Linked DNA regions of Mus musculus: region 2 is linked to region 1. The links are chromatin contacts, called in public HiChIP or PLAC-seq maps. All regions are on one chromosome and are shown on one strand. The core of a region is the stretch at or near the end of the contact, and the rest is flanking DNA. Distances in the headings are between cores, read along the strand shown. Region 1 overlaps Plekhm3 (pleckstrin homology domain containing, family M, member 3). Region 2 overlaps D630023F18Rik (RIKEN cDNA D630023F18 gene).

Region 1 (2,700 bases), core at 117-2,616:
AAACAAACAAATAATAATAATAATAACAACAACAACAATAGTAAAAGAAACAGATGGATTGAACATTCTTGCCAGTTTCTCTTTGTGTTACGTGTAGTTGGTTTCTCCTCCAAGAAGTAAGGATGGCTCACTTGAAGTTACTTACATTGAATTCTCACCAGTTGTACTAACACACACTCTCACTACATGCCGTCTTCACACTGTAGAAGAACTTTCCATGTTACCTTGAGAATGAACATTGTCCTCACCGAAATGCCCATGCAAGTGAGGCTCCACACAGAACTCATCATTTCTGTACTGAGATGTATTGTCAGGTTAGTTCATATAAGAAAGTTCCCAAGGAACTTAAACCTGAAGTCTGTCACTTTTTCCTATCTGGTCAGACTCAAAATCATCATTTCCACTAAAGGGTGTGAAGAATCTTCCTAGTATATGTGACCTATTGAAAATGCTGCTGTCAGTTTCGATTGGCCTGCCCGCCCCTATGGACTGGAACTTGTTGAGGCATAGATACTGTTCTTTCCATTGGAGCTTTTTGCCCTTCTTTATCCCTCACGTACACATGGAGTCCCAAGTACCCAACTGCAGGCAAACCTGAACAAAGGGTTGTTATCAAAAGTGACAAGGAAGCTGGGTTGTATATAAAGTGCTGAATTCCTTCCTCCCATGGAAGAAGCTTAAATACAGAGGTTGTTTGTTTGTTTGTTTTAGCACTGCCTGAGCAGTGGCATTAAAGTCAGTGCATTCTGATCACATGTGATGGTGCATACCTTTAGTCCCAGCAGAGGCAAATGGATCCATGTGAGTTTGAGGCCAGCCTAGTCTACATTCTGAGTTCCAGACCAGCCAAGGCTACATAGTGAGACCCCGTGTTTAAAAAAAAAAAAAAAAAAAAAAAAAGCTGATTATTTTCTGTTGTTCTATTTGCATTTTTACTTGCCCACCAACAGGGCATATGGAGAGCATCTATGGAGAGTAAATGTCCAATAAAGCTGTCACATATGTGCCAAAATAATAAACTGCACATTTGCCAGCAACCTGGCAAAAAGTTTTCCATTTACCTAGTTCAGTTCATTATATTTTTAAGAGAATTGCGTGTTAAATGTTTGGTCTGCATTGTGGGGTGGGGAAGGGGGCAGGGTACAGGTGAACTGAGCTTGAGAGAAGAAAGAAGTGCTATCCAGAAGCTTCGAGTGTTCCACCCACCGTAGCTTCCTATTTATTCAGCCTTCATTTCTGAGAGCCCTTGCTCAAACAGACTGAATTCCTGGATTATGGCCTCATGTGGACTTAAATACACACACATTACATACCCTGTTCTCACTAATCAGCCTGACACATTCCTTTGTTGGTAAATGGTTCCAAAGCAAACACTGTCAGTGCACCTAATTACCAGGTTTGTGGGCTGTGCTTGGCAGTCCTGTTACATCCTGTTCAACAACAGAGGGCAACAGCCTTGGCTGGGCCAGGCTTAAGGAGGGAAGAACTTACCCCCAATGTCTATAGTCTTTTTTAATGATATTTCCTTTCTGTGGCTTTTCTTGGGAAGCAGCCCACTTAAGGAGTATTGTAATAAGGTGTGTGATCTTAGAAAGAGCCAAAGGAAGCCTGGGCTCCCCTTCCTAGGTGCCATTCCTGCGAAACCACCCGCTTCTGTCTGCTGGCTGCTTTCTGACTAGGACTAAAATGCTGGGCACTTTGTTGGTAGCCCTCTAACAGACCCTTGCCAGGATTTAGAATCTTCAATGTCTATAGATGGAAGGGTCTCTGAAGAGGTCTCTGAGAGGAGAACAGACCAGAAAGCTGGTGAATGACGGGAGAGAGTAATGAGAACCAATATGCAGTTCTTCTCTTCTTTAGTCTCCTGGCTGCCCACCCATCCTTGTGTTGATGTACTTGCTGTGTCCATGAATGGTTGACTTGATTTGAAGGAAAGAAAACAAACTTTTCAGCACAGTGCTGGGTGGCTTGGCAGCGGCATCAGGCAGACTTTTATTTTCTTTTGCTAAAACAAAAAACAAACAAAAAGAAAACCTATATTCAAATAATAACTTAGCATATAACATTGCACCATGGCTGGCTCCATATTCTCATGTCTAAACACTTCAGAATGTCTGCTAACAGACAAAACCTGCATGAAATACTTGGGCTGACCCTACCCTGTATGGCCTTAACCTCTTGATTAATAAAGCACATTTATAACTACAGTCCTCATGGTTGTCTCAGTAGATTGCTGTCAAGACATGTTCCCTTACTGAGTTTCTAGTTAGGTATCTAGGTTGCATGGCCTTGTCTGTACACATTCCGGATGACCTAATTATCTGTTGCTTACAGAAGAAAGTGACCATCATTGATTAAAATCCTGTTTTTATTTCTAATTGTAAAAAGAAATGGTACTCACTGTAGAAGACACAAAAAATATAAAGAAATTTCCATATGTTATTATTTTTCTACACATATTATTTTTATATTTATATATGAACATATATAAAATAAAGTCATGTTGAAATGCAGTCCTATATCTTTCATTGAGCACATACCTCTGGCTCCAAATATAATCATATTTAATCTATAAATGTTTATTGGTGAGTTCTTTAATTGCTTTTAAAAATCACAATATGGGCTGGAGAGATGGCTTAGCCGTTAAGAACATTGACTACTCTTCCAGAGGACCTGGCTCAATTCCCAGCTCACACATGG
Region 2 (2,707 bases), core at 153-2,652, 310 kb before region 1:
TGGGCTACAGAGTGAGTTCCAGGACAGCCAGGGCTATTCAGAGAAACCCTGTCTCAAAAAACAAAAACAACAACAACAAAAAAATTTGTTCTCTGTAGCTTTCTTTCCTCATTTTCTCCTTTTGCTCTTTTAAAACTTAAGGAGACCGAGACCCAAGAAAATACTGGAAATTCTAGGGGGCCACATTCCCCAATTTCCTGTTGAGGGTTCCTACTACTCTGGACTACACACAGCAAGGAGCTGTTTAGTGGAAGATAAACTTATTGCCCAAAGATTCTGGAACACCTCTAGCTGAGCATCAGGCTATAAATAGGAATGTCCCCCACCTTCTACACACACACACACACACACACACACACACACACACACACACGCACACACTTGAAATTGGGCAGAGGATGGGCTTATTCACTATTCAGGGAGTTGCTTTGCCAAGGTCTCAACCTACCTCTCTGCTTTCTACTTCCTGATTCCAGGCCCACTATGACTTGGCCATCAGTGTTGCCAGTCAATGGCTAGATTGCTCAGAAAACTTAACTTGGCTCCAGTGGGAGAAAGTGTAAGTTGAAATATGTTTGTTGGTTTTCTTTTTGATCTATCTATTTATTTAGTGTGAGTAGAGAGATATGTATATGTATGGATGTGAGTGTATGCATAGGTCAGAGGTCAATGTCTTCCTCTGTCACTCTTCATCTTATTTTTGAGATAAGGTCTCTCTCCCTCTGAATCTGGAGTTCACCACTAGCAAGCCTAGCTGTTTATCAAGCTCCAGAGAGCCTCCTGTCTTGGCCTCCATTTTTGGGCGTTAGGATTGTAGGCTGTACCACCATGCCTAGCTTTTTATATGAAAGATGGGGGAAGGCTCCAAACTCAAGTCATCATGTTTATATACATTTTACCACCTGAGCCATCTCCTCTGCCCTTGTGGTTTTTCCTTTTAAAACATGACTAATTGATGGAGCAAGTTCCAGCCCTATCTGGTATCTTCCTATGAGGCCCTCTGATATAGAAACACAGAGCAAACTTCTCCTCCAGCCAGAAGCCTGAAGACACATTACAGATTCAGCTTGGGGACATCATAGGTATGCTCACAGATTTTGTATTTGTACTCATTGGTTTCTGTTGAGTTTTTTTTTTTAAAACAGTCTTGCCTGGGATGTGTCTGCTGAGAAGCACAGCTTCACTGTATTGTATACAAACTCCACACCGGTTAGTTCTGTAGGTAAAGACTGAGACTGCTTCCCAAGGACGAGTTCACAGGTTCTGGAGCATGTCAGCACTTGAGTCCATGGGATCATTGTCTTCCCAAGATTATCAGCATTTTCCTTCAAGGGTAGTGACTCAGCAGACTCAGTCAACCGCTCAGGTCAGGAAACGGAGAGGCAGGATCAAATAGCTCAGTCCAAAGTCCAGATGTTGTTTCTCTTCCTCGATCCTGGCTCAAGCTCCAGGTGAGGCACTGACAGTAACAAGCAGAAAATCCAGTTTGGATAACCTTAAGGAAGGAACAAGAGCAAGGGGTGGGGCGGGGTGAGAGAGCAGGAGAGGGGGGGTGGAGAGGTGGGTTTGGTTGTCTCTATACCTGAAAAGTTTGGGACTAGGATTGTCGACATTGGAACTTAAAGCGCAGGCTGGTGAGATATCTCAGTGGGCCAATGACTAGCCACAAGCCTGACTGTCTGAGTTCCATGCCTTGGGCTCACAAGGTGGGAGGAGAGAGCAGAGCAAACTCCCTCAAACTGTCTTCTAACCTTCACAGGAACTCCACAGTGAAGCAAGTGCCCCCCTCCTCACCCCCCTCACACACACACATGTACAAACACACCAAGTAAATGTGATTTTTTTTTAACCTCACCAGCTGCTACCAGGTTCTACCTCCAGTATCTTTCTTGTGGGTGGACATTATTAGTGTCCTTTCACTTCATAACCAGATGGATTTAAACAAACAACAAGCAAGCATGACATGACTCAGTTGTCTCTGTTTCCTGATTTGTCTGTCCATGAATCACCCTGGCAAGACCCGTTCAGAGAATCTAGGGGTATTTTCAACCTCCCTACAGGTGTGCAAGCTTACAGTAAAGTAAAAACAGGTCCCCCTGAGGAGAAAGAAGCATGAGAATTCCTGCTAAGAAAGCCATAATCAGTTAATTACTACAGGAACCATGGATATTTATAACAGCTTTAGTGAAAGCCAACAAAGAAGAAAAATACATCACTTGGTTGGCAAATTAAAAATTCAAAGACTCCTAGTTGGTGGTGGCACACGCCTTCAATCTTAGCACTCCAGAGGCAGAGGCAGGTAGATCTCTGAGTTCGAGGCCAGCTTGCTCTACAGGGTGAGTTCCAAAACAGCCAGGGCTACACAGAAAGATCCTATCTCAACAAAACAAAACAAAACAAAATTCAAAGTACATGTTTCATTGGTTCATGAAAATCAATTATATTAATCCTATTTAAAAAGTGGATAACACACAGTCATTACTTATTACTTATGAGTTAGTGTCACACCTTAGCTTGTGTCAAAAAGAACAAGAATAGGAGTTTCGAAAACAGGTCTCAGTCAGTCAGCACTTAGTGTATAGGCAAGGGGATCTGAACTTGATCCCCAACACCTACACAAAATATTGGGTGAGGTGGCACAAAGTTATAATCACAGCACTGAGGAGACAAAGATGTGGCACTGGCTGGCCAGCCAGCCTAGCCTACT

Evidence for each region. HiChIP or PLAC-seq counts read pairs in DNA pulled down with a chosen protein or histone mark.
Region 2: a contact with region 1 is called in a FOXA1 HiChIP or PLAC-seq map of pancreatic cancer cells. The contact joins two enhancer-like sites. A contact is called at or near these places in 1 of 484 Hi-C or Micro-C datasets (liver) and 1 of 115 datasets of contacts at active chromatin or transcription factors (pancreatic cancer cells).

Annotation. Positions count from the first base shown.
Region 1 is chr1:64,807,952-64,810,651 of GRCm38.p6, reverse strand. The region is part of intron 7 of Plekhm3 (pleckstrin homology domain containing, family M, member 3); the gene reads left to right. Among named protein-coding and RNA genes, the nearest start is that of Fzd5, 72 kb to the right of the region's middle. Within about 2 kb of position 1,366, at least 63 of the 459 cell types and tissues checked have an H3K27ac peak or open chromatin away from gene starts, as enhancers often do. A contact at or near this core is called in pancreatic cancer cells, where this site is marked.
Region 2 is chr1:65,117,391-65,120,097 of GRCm38.p6, reverse strand. It overlaps D630023F18Rik (RIKEN cDNA D630023F18 gene), which reads left to right. Exons shown (of 8, transcript NM_001285882.1): 3 at 477-559. Gm36358 (a long non-coding RNA gene) reads right to left here. Exons shown (of 3, transcript XR_373471.3): 3 at 1,084-1,459. Among named protein-coding and RNA genes, the nearest start is that of D630023F18Rik, 4.5 kb to the left of the region's middle. Within about 2 kb of position 1,402, at least 46 of the 459 cell types and tissues checked have an H3K27ac peak or open chromatin away from gene starts, as enhancers often do. A contact at or near this core is called in pancreatic cancer cells, where this site is marked.